3 separate regions of the Mus musculus genome follow, and regions 1 and 2 are each linked to region 3. A link is a contact called in public Micro-C and promoter capture Hi-C data. All regions are on one chromosome and are shown on one strand. The core of a region is the stretch at or near the end of the contact, and the rest is flanking DNA. Distances in the headings are between cores, read along the strand shown.

What was found. Promoter capture Hi-C pulls out the DNA fragments that hold promoters and counts their contacts. Hi-C and Micro-C count contacts between places; a contact is called where the count stands out from the background.
Region 1: a Micro-C map of embryonic stem cells shows a contact between it and region 3, with 2.1 times the contacts expected there. The contact joins the promoter of Cobl here to the promoter of Grb10 in region 3. A contact is called at or near these places in 6 of 39 promoter capture datasets (cranial neural crest, embryonic stem cells, hippocampal neurons and 2 more), 1 of 15 datasets of contacts at CTCF or cohesin (the NIH/3T3 cell line), 7 of 484 Hi-C or Micro-C datasets (cerebral cortex, cortical neurons, embryonic stem cells and 1 more) and 8 of 115 datasets of contacts at active chromatin or transcription factors (embryonic stem cells, forebrain, neural progenitor cells and 1 more).
Region 2: a promoter capture Hi-C map of embryonic stem cells shows a contact between it and region 3. The contact joins the promoter of Ikzf1 here to the promoter of Grb10 in region 3. A contact is called at or near these places in 5 of 39 promoter capture datasets (cranial neural crest, embryonic stem cells and stem cell-derived epiblast-like cells), 7 of 484 Hi-C or Micro-C datasets (all in embryonic stem cells), 3 of 115 datasets of contacts at active chromatin or transcription factors (all in embryonic stem cells) and 3 of 9 other capture datasets (adipose tissue, embryonic stem cells and pancreatic islet).

The regions. Positions count from the first base shown.
Region 1 is chr11:12,462,347-12,466,454 of GRCm38.p6, reverse strand. It overlaps Cobl (cordon-bleu WH2 repeat), which reads left to right and starts at 1,495. Exons shown (of 15, transcript NM_172496.3): 1 at 1,495-1,773. The coding sequence starts at 1,733.
Region 2 is chr11:11,683,103-11,687,765 of GRCm38.p6, reverse strand. Ikzf1 (IKAROS family zinc finger 1) reads right to left here and starts at 1,841. Exons shown (of 8, transcript NM_001025597.2): 1 at 1,298-1,841. It overlaps Gm11999 (predicted gene 11999), which reads left to right and starts at 2,131. Exons shown (of 4, transcript NR_166812.1): 1 at 2,131-2,476.
Region 3 is chr11:12,035,182-12,039,182 of GRCm38.p6, reverse strand. It overlaps Grb10 (growth factor receptor bound protein 10), which reads left to right and starts at 1,763. Exons shown (of 17, transcript NM_010345.4): 1 at 1,763-1,991.

The DNA.
Region 1 (4,108 bases), core at 246-2,745, 430 kb before region 3:
GTTCCCTTTATGTAGTGAGCCCTGATTCACCCTCATTCACTGTCTTAAAGGCTAAGAGTAATGAAAAACACCAGACAAGGCTCACTCTACACTGAGTCACATTTTCGGGGAAGAGACCCATTCCAAACACATAAAGGTAAACATATTCAATATGACATGTATATCTACATGTATTTATACCTCTTGCATGCGTAATTAATACACTCAGTTTATATAAATATAAAAGCATGTAAGCATTTTGATTATAAACAGACATATAAAGCGCGCACACACACACACACACACACACACACACAGAAGATAAAGTGATATGCTTCCATGAGGAATATCAAGACAATCGGCAAGAGTATCAAACAAAACTCAAGACAGTGGACAAGAAGCAGATGGGAGTTGAGAGTGGGGATGTCCTTTGCGACAAAGAGGTCAGAAAAGAGCTCCCTGAGGAGCAGGTATCTGAGCAGAGCCTGCAGGATACACATTGCAGATCCCAGAAGCCCTCGGGTGGGGAAATGCTCTGAGTATTGTGTTCAAAAGGAAGCCAGGCTCTGCTGTAGGTATGAAGTGGTTCACCTGCTTTGAGTGGGCACTGTGGCTGGAGCAAAGAAGGCTACTGCAGGACTTGTATTTTGTACACTGGTCTCCCCTCTTTCCTTAAACAGAAAGTTGGGGTTCAGAGGAAGAAAAGCTTAGGCAAGCTTCTGGATACAGAGTTCAGTCACAGAATTTTGCCTCTTACTGGCATTTTATTCCAATCCTGAGAACCTAGTACAACTGCTGTATTTGAAGGGCGGAACTTCATAGCAATCAGGTTCTTTTCCTGTTCCCCTAAGGTCAATTAGCAGGCTGGAGAAGGGAAGCTTAGTGGTGCTGGGTCCTCAGGTTGACTTGCAGTGAGGCCTCAGCACCTGCTGCCTCTGCTGGTATTTTTGCTCACCACTCAACATGGGAATCACAGGGCTGGGGCCACAGTAGCATTCATTACTATCCAGGCAATTAGGCTGGCAAGCAGAAGCATGCATCCAAACAGGTGCAGTTCTTGTTGGCACTGGATGTCCACACTCCAGCCTCACTGCTTTCTGATTTCTCAGAAAAAGGTGTGCCCCTTTACCCCAAGCTGCGTCCCTCTCCAGTTTCCTATGCTGCACACCAAGGACCTCATTTTGGACCACTCTCCCCTCCCCTTACAGTAGATCTCTAGTTCTAACAAAGGTTCTTTTAGGTTCTGGGGCAGAAACTGAGGCGCTAGACCGTCTATTTTTCTCTCTTCCTTCAAGTCGGTTCTCGCAGCCTAGTCGGCCCGCCTCGCCCCGCGCAGCCACAGGTGGCCAGGTATTTGCCCGCTTAGTTCCTCCAGCCGGCTGGGCAGGTGACTCGGTGCCCACCGCGGGGCGCGCGCCCCGCCCAGGTGTGCTCCGGCGGGCAGCGGGGGCGCGCGGAGAGGCGGGCGCTGGGGAGCGGCGCGCGGGCACGGGGCGGCGCCGCGGTGGGCGCGGCTGAGCCAGTTTGGCGGGGGGCGGCGCACCTTGCTCCCGCGCCCGGGGTAGCCGCGTCCGTCTCTCTCCGCACGCCCCCGCCCGCCCGGACGCCCCAGGTCGCTTCCGTCCTCTCGGCACGGCCGCTGTCCTCGCTAGCCCCGCGTGGGAGGACGATGGGTCAGCGCGGAAAAAGTGAATGAGGACGGCGGCGCCGCAGCCAGCGCCCCAGTCGGCCGGCAGAGCAACCCGCCGGCTCCATGGACGCGCCGCGTGCACTGGCGGCCAAGCCCCCCACAGGGTAAGCGGGCCCACGAGGGCGGGCGTGGCTCTTCCCGAGGTGTTGAGGACTTGGGGCGCCTGGGTCGTTGCTCCGGTAACCGTGGCAGGCCTTGCTCGGGAACACTTTCTGCGAGAGGTGCTGCTGTGAAAGCCCTTGTGTATGTTTGTGTATGTGTGTGTTGGGGGGTGGGTGGGTGGAGGGAGTGCTGTCCCTCCGTGCAGAACCCCAGCTCTGAGCTGCCTTCAGCCCCTTGCAATAGTGGCAATTACGGGCGGAGGGGGACAAGGAAAATCCAGGCCTGAAACTCCAGCTGAGTCTGTCTGGTCCCATACACAGGTTCCTCCAGCCACTCCTCGCAGGCCCTGTGGCCCGCTGCTCCCTACCTCAATGACAAGGGGGTACTTGGTCTGTTGGGACCCATGTAGCCAGGAGATCTGGGGAGGTGTGTGGGGAAGGGACTTCATGAACACTCTTCTGCCCAAGCCTTTGTGCTGGGATCTCCCTTGTGTCTGAAGAGGTGAGGACCTTCTTCATCGGACCTGTAAAGCAGAGCTGTCAATCCTGTCTTCAGGATCCTCTAGTGCCTCAACCCTTTTAGTTTCTTTTTGCTGTCTCCACACCTTGCGGACAGAGATTCCCTGTCACACTGAGGATTTTACTTGCCCAAGAGAAACTTGCCTAACACAGGTCAAATAGACTTGCCCTTTAACCCCAACTCCCCGAATCGTGCCCCTCCGTGCCCATCTCTGCCAGGACAGTTGACAACCCTTGCAGACTTGGTAGATTTCAGAGAGCGCCGTGGGGCTGGCTTTTGACCTCTTCTTTCTGGAGCAAATGTGTTATGAGTGTTGCGAATGGAATGAGTTGGGGTGGGTCCGCACCTGCTCCCGAAATGGCCCACTTTCCACTTGAGCAGCTGGATTTTCTAAGGCGGCACTGGGGACAACAAATCTCTTTTCTTTAGCAGTTATGTCCCACTGACTCACCCGATCCCTTGCCCACTGACTTTGTTGCCCAAGTGTTTATAAAAGCCGTCTAAACCAGTTCTTTATTCTTAAAATCTCCCCTGGAGGCTTCCAAAAAAGTAAGATACATTTCTAACTCATAATCTTGAAGCTACGGAATTTTTTTTTTAAGACTTTTCTTCGCTAAGGTGTGGTTGTGGTTATATAAATCCTTTGAAGAAACAAATTCCCCTTAAAAAATAGATATGGGAATACTTTTTCATGGTAATGGAGAGCCCCTAAAATGACGTTGGGAGATGTAAACAGAATTGCTTTTAAAATTGCGACTTTTCTACATTGTTACATAACTCTATTTAAGGGGACTGAATTATTTCACCACTTTTTAAAAAAATAAATAAATATAAAGGGAATATTTAGGGTGCCTGCAAAGATCCATAGAGTGCAGAAACTGATGAAGGTGTCTGGTAATAGTGAAACCACCCTATGTCCTCCAGCCAGCCTGCTCCCTAGGCAGCCAAGAGGCCAACCCAGGTTTGTCTTCCTCACTGGGTGTCACAAGGGAAAACCAAGGTGCTATGCTATGGGTGAGAGAGTAAAGCTTTACAAGGCTTGATGCCTCTGAACCTTCAGCATGTTATATGATTGTTTCCACCTCTTTGTCCAAGAAATGTAGATCTATTTTTGTAACTTGTTATTGTTGTTTCTCATTTGTTATACCTTGAATAAAGAAACACCCCCAAATATAAATATGCTTATATATTTTTAACAAAGATTACAAGTTTAGTATGACGTATTTTGAGTTAGAATGCAAAGAAAGAAATGCAAGCATATTTTATATTAAGGTGTATTGATTGCCTATCATAAAGAATTGTGACATTTGGGGCTTCAGAATGTTATCGAAAGCAATTAGAATTTGTTGGCTTGTATCTGAAATTACTGTTTTCTTTATCTCTTGAGACTAGGCAGTGTTTGCAATGTGCTTGAGGGATGTTTGTTTTTTATCTGATACCACAGAGGTTACTTATAAAGTTACTTTGTATAAACTCTCTTTTTCCCCAAGTGACAGCCACAACTGATGGGATAAATTTGTTGTTATTGAGAACACCTCAGTCATCCTCGAGCATTGTAGACTGGTTGCAATGGACAAGAGAAAGATTAGTGAAGGGAAAGACAGATGGGCTGGTGAATATAAATTCATCTCCTTAGAGTGTTATCTTTGTTAAGAACACAAATGCAAATTTTTCCTTGGACTGAAATCATATCTGTCTTCCATAAAAGCAGCAACTGTGACAGTCATCTTCCTGGGAAGGAGATTGTATGAAGATTTAATGTGTTGCTTAGGGAATTTTAGAGCTCATTGTTAAAGTGTGTGTGGTGTGTGTGTGTGT
Region 2 (4,663 bases), core at 592-3,091, 350 kb after region 3:
CTCAACATGTTCTGTGTACCTTAGGGTGCTGATCCGAGTAAGCAGATGAATCTTTGTCACGGATATCTGTCCCCGTTTAAATTTTGAGTCATATACCAAGGAATCTGATTTGTCACTGAAACAATTTGGACACCTACTAACATATTATGAATAATGTTTTAATTGTTACTTTGAAAATTCCATAAAAAAGAATGAGTTCAATCTCATAGAACAAATATCTTCAAACAAAGAAACTGAAGCAGGCTCTGGGATTTTCTTACTGACTTCACCCCCCTCTCAATTCAGAACCCCAAACGAACCAATTCTTAAAAGCATTTCAATGTCTATGAAAAAATATTTTATATATATATATATATATATATATATATATATATACATACATATATTATACGTTTTCGACATTAAAAAAAAAAATTCTTCTACAGGTAGGTTGGACCAGTAAAGGGCTATTTCCCTAACACCAGTTTGGTTCTGTAAGTTTAAAACAAGGCAGCTCAAAGATGAAATAGGTTGTCTGCAGCAGGGAGAGAAATTACGTGTGGGTTACTTGAGCAAAATAGCACATTAAAATTCAATCTGGGTGGGCTCCTGCCCGAAAGAAAACAGAAAATATTTCTGGCTCAGACCTTTTGAATTGATGCCCCTTTGGGTCACCAGATGCCATATCCTGCACTTCCAAATTAGAAGGAAATCGAAGGCTCATAAGATACCTTGGGAATCACCAGTGATGCTTAGCAATTTTAAAAAGCACATTTCAAATAATGTGCAAGCGTCCTGATGCCTATTTGATAACAGGGTCTCCTTGCGATAGTCTCATGACCTGTGATCAGACAGTGCGATGAGAAAAAGTATGTGTTTCAATACTCAGATCATTTTTGTTTTGCACAAAGCAAACTCAGACAGGATCTTATCAGTAAAGCAAATAGCTCTCGCATCGAAAATAAGGAAAGTCTTTACTCATGAGTTTGAAAACGCTGGCTTCCGTAATCTCGATAGATATGTCGATATAAACCTAAACATAAAAGCAGGACATTCTCTTCGTGGGACCCCGGGCTACTCAGAAGTGCCTCAACTGGCCTGGTCTGCACCTGCAGCCCCAGCCTAAAAAGGCAGAGGCTTTGACCTAAGTCAACGCTCTCACAGTCCTCAGAAAGAAAAAGATAGACGTGAGCGACACGGACACTATGGATTTCGAATGACTTTCCTTTCTTTCCTATTCCTAATTGAAAAAAACAAAAACAAAAATCCACCAGTTATCCCAAGTTTTTCTACTGAAATTTAATTCGAAAACACTCACGTGGATTTGTGCGCCGCGCTTTGGGGGCCAAGAATGATCCTGGGGCGCGAAGAGCAGCCGGGGATCTGGGGGCTCCTGCACCCCGCGGGACCTACCGGGTCTCCGGCAGCCGCGGCCGAGCGTCCCGGGATGGGCTGTACTGCGCCGGGCTGCCCCTGTCCCCGGCCCGGGCGCGGCCGCGCAGGCACTTGTTAGAGTGCCCTGCTAAGTTGGCTGCGGAGCAATTCCCAGCTTTCTTTCACAATGACTTCCTCAAGTTGCTCACTCGCATTGTTCCCCATTTCTCGCCACACTCCCCGCCCCCCGCGGGCTCCGACCCGGCTCCGAGCCCCTGGCAGCCCGGCTGTCCCGCACGACAGCGCCGCCCCGCTGCCGGGGCACCTGGCCCGGGCTCACCGCGCCGCCACCTGCGGCAGCCCGGAGCGCGCGCCCCTCGCCCCGCACCGTGCAAACTTTGGGTTGGCGCTTGCGACTCGCCTCCCGCTCGGCTTGTCCCACAGCCCACCCGGCCTGCGCGCACGGCACGCGGCTTCGGGACCCTGACGGGGACACTGAGCGGGTCAGAGGGAGGCACCCTCCCGTCCCGCGCCCGCCCTCGGGTCCCGCCTTCAGACGGCAACTCCGCGACCCGCCGGGCCGCGCACACAAAGTTTGCAGCCGCACGGGGCTCGGGCCCGGCCGCCGAGGGTAGCCGGGCGGCGGCGGGCACCGGCCGTACCTGCTGGCGCCGCCGGCGGCTGCAGCCCGCTCGCCCGCGCCGGGCCCGCTCGGCGCGCCGCCGCCACCCCCGCGCGCAGCGCGCCCGGGCCCTCCCCTTGGCGCCAAGCTTCCTCATTCCAGCGCAGCATCACGCCGCTGCCCCGCGCGGGATGCGGCGGCCCGCGCTTTGCCCGCGGGCCGGTCCGGCTCAACCGCGCCACTGCGGGACCCGCGCTCGACCCGCAGGGGTGCGGCACGTGCGGGGCCGGCGGGGAGGGGGAGGGGCCTCCCTGCCGCAGCGCCACGCGCGGGACAGCCGGGACAGCCGGGCGGTCGGGACACAGGCTCACTCGCCCAGTCGGGGAACACGGGACACTGTAAGGCACTTTCCCCGGTGTCTAAGAGCAACCGCTGCAAGCGCACAGCCGAGTCCCTGAAACTGGGACCCGTGGGCTCCCACGTTCGGGCTCAGACCCCAAGGTACTGATGCCCACCCTAGGGGGTGGGAAAAGTTGATCCTGTGCGAGTGAGGAGAAGGTGCAGTTCATTTTCCCAGACAACCAATGGAATACCTCTCGCGTCTCTTCCCTCCCACCTGCTCACAGAAGAAGTTAGGATGGCGCCTTCCATCCCGGCCTGTGTGCACACGCCAGCGTGGAAGGGGTCTATGGACAGAGGTGGGAGCAAGGCAATCCTACACCATGCTCCACGGCGCCGCAGACCTCTCCCTGGCGTGTCAGGCACGGAGTGCCTGCGTAGAGACAGGACTGCAGCCTCTGATGGTGCTCACACTCTACAAAGAGCCCATCGTCTTTCTGATTAGCTGGGCCACACCCGAAGGGGGCCAGACAGGCGTTAACCCTGAGCACAGAGGGAGAATCTTTAATTCCATACACACTGCCTGGTGTCCCTGCCTGGGTAGGGTGGGGGTGGCGGTGGCCTTGCCTCACCACTTTTCAAAACCACTTAGAAAGGCACAAAATAAAACTCTGGAGTACCCTTGAGAGGAGTGCAGGCAGCTATAGTGTTTGGGAGGAAGGCTCTGGGCCTCAAAGGGATAGGTTGTGCTGGTGGAAAGGAAGACACAGGCTTCCCAGGTGGCAGGAGGAGTGAGCCACAGGGACAGGCAGAAAATGTGACTCCAGGGCAGCTGAGCGTGGTCGGGGACACAGCTGTCCAGATAGTTGTGGCCTGGCTGCCATAACAGGACCCATGCACCTCGATGACATGCTTGGCCTCTACTATTCTTGAGAGAAGGCCTTTCAACACATAAAGTTTTCTTGGACGGTTTAGGCAACATCTACCAGTTTGTTTTTGGAGATGTGCCACGGTACAGAGATCCTAAGCCAAGTCAACTTATGGGTCAAGCCCAGGGAGGCCAGACTTGTAAACTGCCCTCTGGTCTTACTTCAAGCTCTCCCTTTTCCTTTGTGATCTTTTTTGTGTGTTCCAAACTCTGGCTGTCTTCCTTGTGTCTAGGAGTTGCCTGTAGAGGATTTGCTGAGGCTGTAACCATAAACTGCAAGGTGCAAGGTGATCGAGGCTAGACTGGTGGTAAGGAAGGGATCTTGGACATCTCCAGTTCTTAGATGCTCAAGCACCCTTAGACATCAGACATCCCTTGAAATGCTTGCCTAGTCCTAGGGAATGGAGTCAGACGTGGTCATCCCTGCAAGGTGTGTTCTTCTAAGTCTACAGGTCCAGATACCCTGGGCTTTCTGATATCATCTTAGGCCTTGCATCTTCCAGGCCTGTTTCCTCATCATAACTTGAGGGTAATAATAAATTCTCCCCCAGGGGATCTTTTGAGAGTTAAAAAGGATCTATGTGGAAGATGCTGCTGTAATGCTGGAAGAGCAGACATATCAGTGAATATTACTTGTTATTCAGCCCATTAACCTGTGGTGGGGGCCATACTGCAGAGTTAGGTGTTAGGGTCCACTTCTCTCACTTCCCCACATGCAGGTGGAGCTAAAGTAACTGGTTGTTATTTGGGGGTCTCCGGATGGATACCAAGAGTTCAGAGGTCACTTAAAACATTGATGCCTTTAGAGTTTAAAAAAAATGATAATTTTAATGCCGGTCACTTTGTTTACGAATTAATAACATATATTGCCAATTTCAAAATGTTAAGGGTATTAGTGCTTAATGTGTTCAGGAGTAATCACTGAATTACCAGTTCTTTAGTTTGCAAGGTTTTTGTCAAAAGAATCCACACCACCTGTGGAATTAACCCCAGGCTCCTTGTTCAGAGCTTTGTACTGTAAGGATTCAGCTGGGGACTCTGTTCTGGAAAGGGCTGGAAGACACTCTGAGGGAGAGTGAATTTTACAGAGTAAAAGGGTGTCTGAGATACTGTGATTCAGCTAGCACGTTTTCTGAGGTCATCTAACCTTTGTCAGCTTCAGGCTCATATCTTCGGTGAACCTCCTCCACAGGGGTGTTGATACTTTGGTGAAACTTGATGAAATAGGGTAAGCTCTTTCATTTTAAAAGTTGTGTCCATCTGTCCTTCCTTCCAGACAGGTTGCATATATCCCAGGTTAGCCTCAAATCATTATGTAACAGAAGGTGGCACCGAGTTCCTCACCCTCCTGCCTCCACCTCTCTCTCAGGATCACAGGTGTGCTGCCATGTTCGCTGTGCCACTGTTCAGGCAAGTACAGT
Region 3 (4,001 bases), core at 514-3,013:
GTCCAGGGCTTTGACATCAAGAAAATACTTGACATTTATCTCCATACCATTCTAGTTAGTAGTAATGCCTGAGAAACACAGATTAAACTTTCCACCTAGATCACTGGACTGGTCTTGTAAGAAAAAGCAATGCTCTAAATTATCAGATAAACTGAGGGGGAAAAAAAGTTTAAACCTAGATTAAATACACGTTTTGTACCAATATAAATCTGTGGATTTGAAAGGTATGTGGTTGTTATATAAGAAAACATCTCCATGTTTGGAAAGGCAACATCAATATGTAGAGGGCTGAAGGGTCCACACTGTTTGGAACTTACCAACAAATCGATTCAGGGGGGAAAAGTATTGCGAAAGTATGTAGAAACTTTCAAACCTCTGTAAAAGTTCCCTGACCCGACAGGCTTTGTGTCCGGTGCAGTATGGATCGTTGGTGAGACCCTGCAGGAAAACTGTAAAGTTTGAAGCCAATCAACTTGGGAAAAGTTAGCCCAGTTTTCTCTGCTTCGGTTCGCTTTTGAGTCCTTTGTCTACAAAAGACTTCTTGTGTTCCTTTCCCCGGGAATCTAAGACTTATTCACATCCTTTTCTCTGGATTTTCACCTTGTAGGTTTCTGAGTCTTGGACCAACGGCCAGAAATAAGAGTGAGTGTTCAGTTATAGGAAAGGAAAAACTTTTCATTGATTACATCAATCTGAGGTCGGAAAAACCACTGTTAAAAGCAAGAGGTACCGAGCCGTGCTCAAAAAGAGCGTCGGACAATGCACACAGCACAGCTTTCAAATCTTTGCCTTGCTGTGAGCCCACTCCCAGCTTCTCGACTTTCTAGAAGTTACTTTTAAGAAGTTACTTTTTAGGCTCAGTCTCTCTACTTTCTACAGTTGTTCTAGGAACAAACCTCAGAGGCCTGAGTGAGGGAGAAGAAGGAGAATTCACAAATGTTTCACACCACGTGTCTTCTCAACTACGGTGATTTACGGTCAGGGCTGCTTTTACAAAGCCGAAACTCAAGAAAAAGGTGTAATTATTGGTAGCCTATCTGTACTAGAAAAGCGACACAACATTAAGAATTATTTCGAAGGGGCCGATCAAATTAGCCCGTTGCCTTTTCGTGGGTCACTTTAGAAACCGGGCACGGCCCGTCTGGGCTTTACTTTCACGAGGGCCCCACTTCAGAGGTAAAGGACACGAGGCTTGCTCGGCTGCCTCAAGAAAACAATGAAGGGCCTCTCAGGCTTCCCTCCTTCGGCTACTCACACGCAGCTGGCGAAACTGAGGCTGAGAAAGGTGAGGCTCGGACCCGACCCGCCGTGAGCAAGCCCGAGTTTCCTTGTCCGGGCCCGGGGCTGCCCACGACGGTGTCGGGCGGCCGCAGCCCAGGAAGAGTTTGAACTGTGCGGTTGGGGAGTACTTTCTGAGTTTCGAACAATTCCCTTCCGAATGGCCCTCGGGACAGGTCCGGTCGGTCTTCCGCCGGCGCGGCCGCGCACCGGGGCGGTGGCGTGGCGCCGGGGGTCCCGCGCGCTGCAAGCATGGTGGGCGCGCTCCCGCCCGGGCGGGAGAGCATCGTGCCACGCCAACCCCGCGAGCCCGCGCCCCCCGCGCCACGCCCTGCGCCCAGGCCGCGGCTCCTCCCGCGCTGGCGGCCGCCGAGCGGTCCGGGCGGCGGCGGGAGGAGGAGCAGGAAAAGCGGCCGGGGGAGGAGGAGGCGGAGGCGGCGGCGGAGGCGGGGAGGGCGGGCGGGGCCCGGAGAGTTTAAAGCCCATCGAGGGGGTGGGGTGCGGGGAGGCGGCAGGAAGGGAAGGGCGCTGCGACCAGTGGCGGGCGGGATTCGCGTTCCGAGACCCACGGGAGCACGAAGTTTCCGCGCACCGTCTCACGCACGGCGACTGGGACCGTCCAGTGTCCGGCTTTGCCTTCGGTTTTTCTCCGTTGTGACTCGTGCAACGTGTGGCCAGCGGCCACGCGGAGGCGACGAGGAGCTGCACGTCAGGTAGGAGTTGGGCGGGGAGCCGCGGCAAGTTACTTTTGTGGTCCGCGCCTCGCGGGGCCCGGCGGCCGGGCGGCTCCCCGCGCCGTCATTGTCTGCGCTCGGGGCCGCCCGCGATCGGGACGCGGGGCCCCGCGAGGCGCGGCGGGCGGAAGGGCGTCGCCTTGGGGGGTCTGGGGGGCTGCGGCGCCCCGGGCCCCCGGCGGGGCGGCACGGGATGGCGGGACGGGGCGGCGGGCGCGCGGCTGCGGCGCCCCGCAACGCTCTCCCCTGCGCTCCAGCCCACGGGGGGAGGCGCGGGGCCCCGAGCGGCACATTCTTGAGCCGTCTTGTCCGACGGCGACGGCTCGGGGGGCTCGGGCGGGGGCTGCGGTCACGGCCGCGCTTTCAGGGGCCACCGCCCTGGAGGAGGGTGGGCGCCCGGGGGTCACCGGAGAAGCGGGTGCTCCCGCTGCGCCCCGGGCCTCGGCGCGCGCGCCAGGCGGACCGGGCAGCGGTGCCAGACACTCCCAAGTCCCAAGCGAGCGCGGCCCGGACCGCGGCCCGAGGTTCCGTACCCCCCCACACACACTCCCCAACCCCCACCCCTTTCTTTCTTCGGGTCTGTTAGTGGCCCCGCTACCCGTCGCTGGGGCCTAACACCAAGTTTGAGGGCTCACGAACTAGCAGCCCGCCAGCGGTGGAAACGTGATAAGAGCGGTACCGTTTGCAGAAGGAAATTTCTGATGCAACTCTCTGCCTTTGCTGATTGCCTCTCCAAACGCCTGCCTGGCGAGGGCCTGCGGCATGTGCGTTATGGAAATTAGGGTATTCTTCACTTTGGAAAAAAAAATGTATTTGTCTTTTCTTGGCGTTGGAAGAAACCCCGCGAACTTCTTTTCATTTGCTTTGACCGAAAAGTAGGAGAGCCACAGGTGATTTTTACAAGGCTCTAGTCCTTTAGGATGTTTTTGAAAAACTCTTTTTTTGTAACTGTTTCATTCAAGAGATGCAAAGAATAAGTCCAAAACAAGTAGCATTAGTGAGTAAATATGTGTTATTGCACAACTTTCCCTTTGCGGCTGTTTAAAAGGCCAGGCCCAGAAGACTTTGTTTCAGAAAATGCTGATTCAGCCATTTGGAGCCCCTGAGTTTCAGAAATGGTGCTCAATTTAACGTTTCGCCCTGCTTTACCAGAACTCCAGTCATTAAAATTCCCCCCCCCACCCCCCGCACCCCTGCGGGCACACACTAAGGCTAATATTTTAGTGAGGTTCCTATTTTACAGAAGTGGACCTCGAGTTCTGGATTTCTGCAGCTGAGGGAATTGTGTAAGGCAAAGGATGAAGGAGTCTGAGAGTATTTCACCAAGAGTGCTGCGGTCAAATGTGCTCCCAGGAATGAGTCTTGCCTACCAAATTTTGATCTTAAAAAAAAAATCAAAACTTTAAGATTAGTGAACATACTTTTTTTGAGTTTTACTGGGAACCTTTGAAAGACTGGCACGGGCCAGTCGCCACATTACAGGGAGGGAATTTGAGGACAGACGGAGTTGCAGCCCAGCAGGCATTGCCGTAACTGAGAAGTGTAGCCACTGATCCTTAGGTAGCATTTCGCAGTTTACAAGGCACTTTCAAAAGCCCTGTTGCTTTTTATCCACTTTGTGGTCCCCACGGTCCCCATTTCACAGGTCTGGAAACCAAGGCTCAGGATGTTAACTGGTATGCCCTGGGCCGTACCAGCTAACAAAGGACAAAGCTCGGGGGAGACCTCCCGAGCTTTACACGTCTGCAAAAGCACGTCCACTTCTAGAAGAAATGGTGTGGAGGAGGGACACCCTGCCTGACACACAGCAGAGCAAATGGAGGACGGGGCCTGGTTTCTTAGACCAGTCGCTCCCAGCCCTCCAAGATTAATGCCACGTAGACCAAGCAATTATCACTGGGTTTTTTCTTCTTCTTTTTTATACTTACATACTCATTTATTTGGAGAAGAAACTTCAATGTTCATGAAATCATGAGTTTGATATGGTAA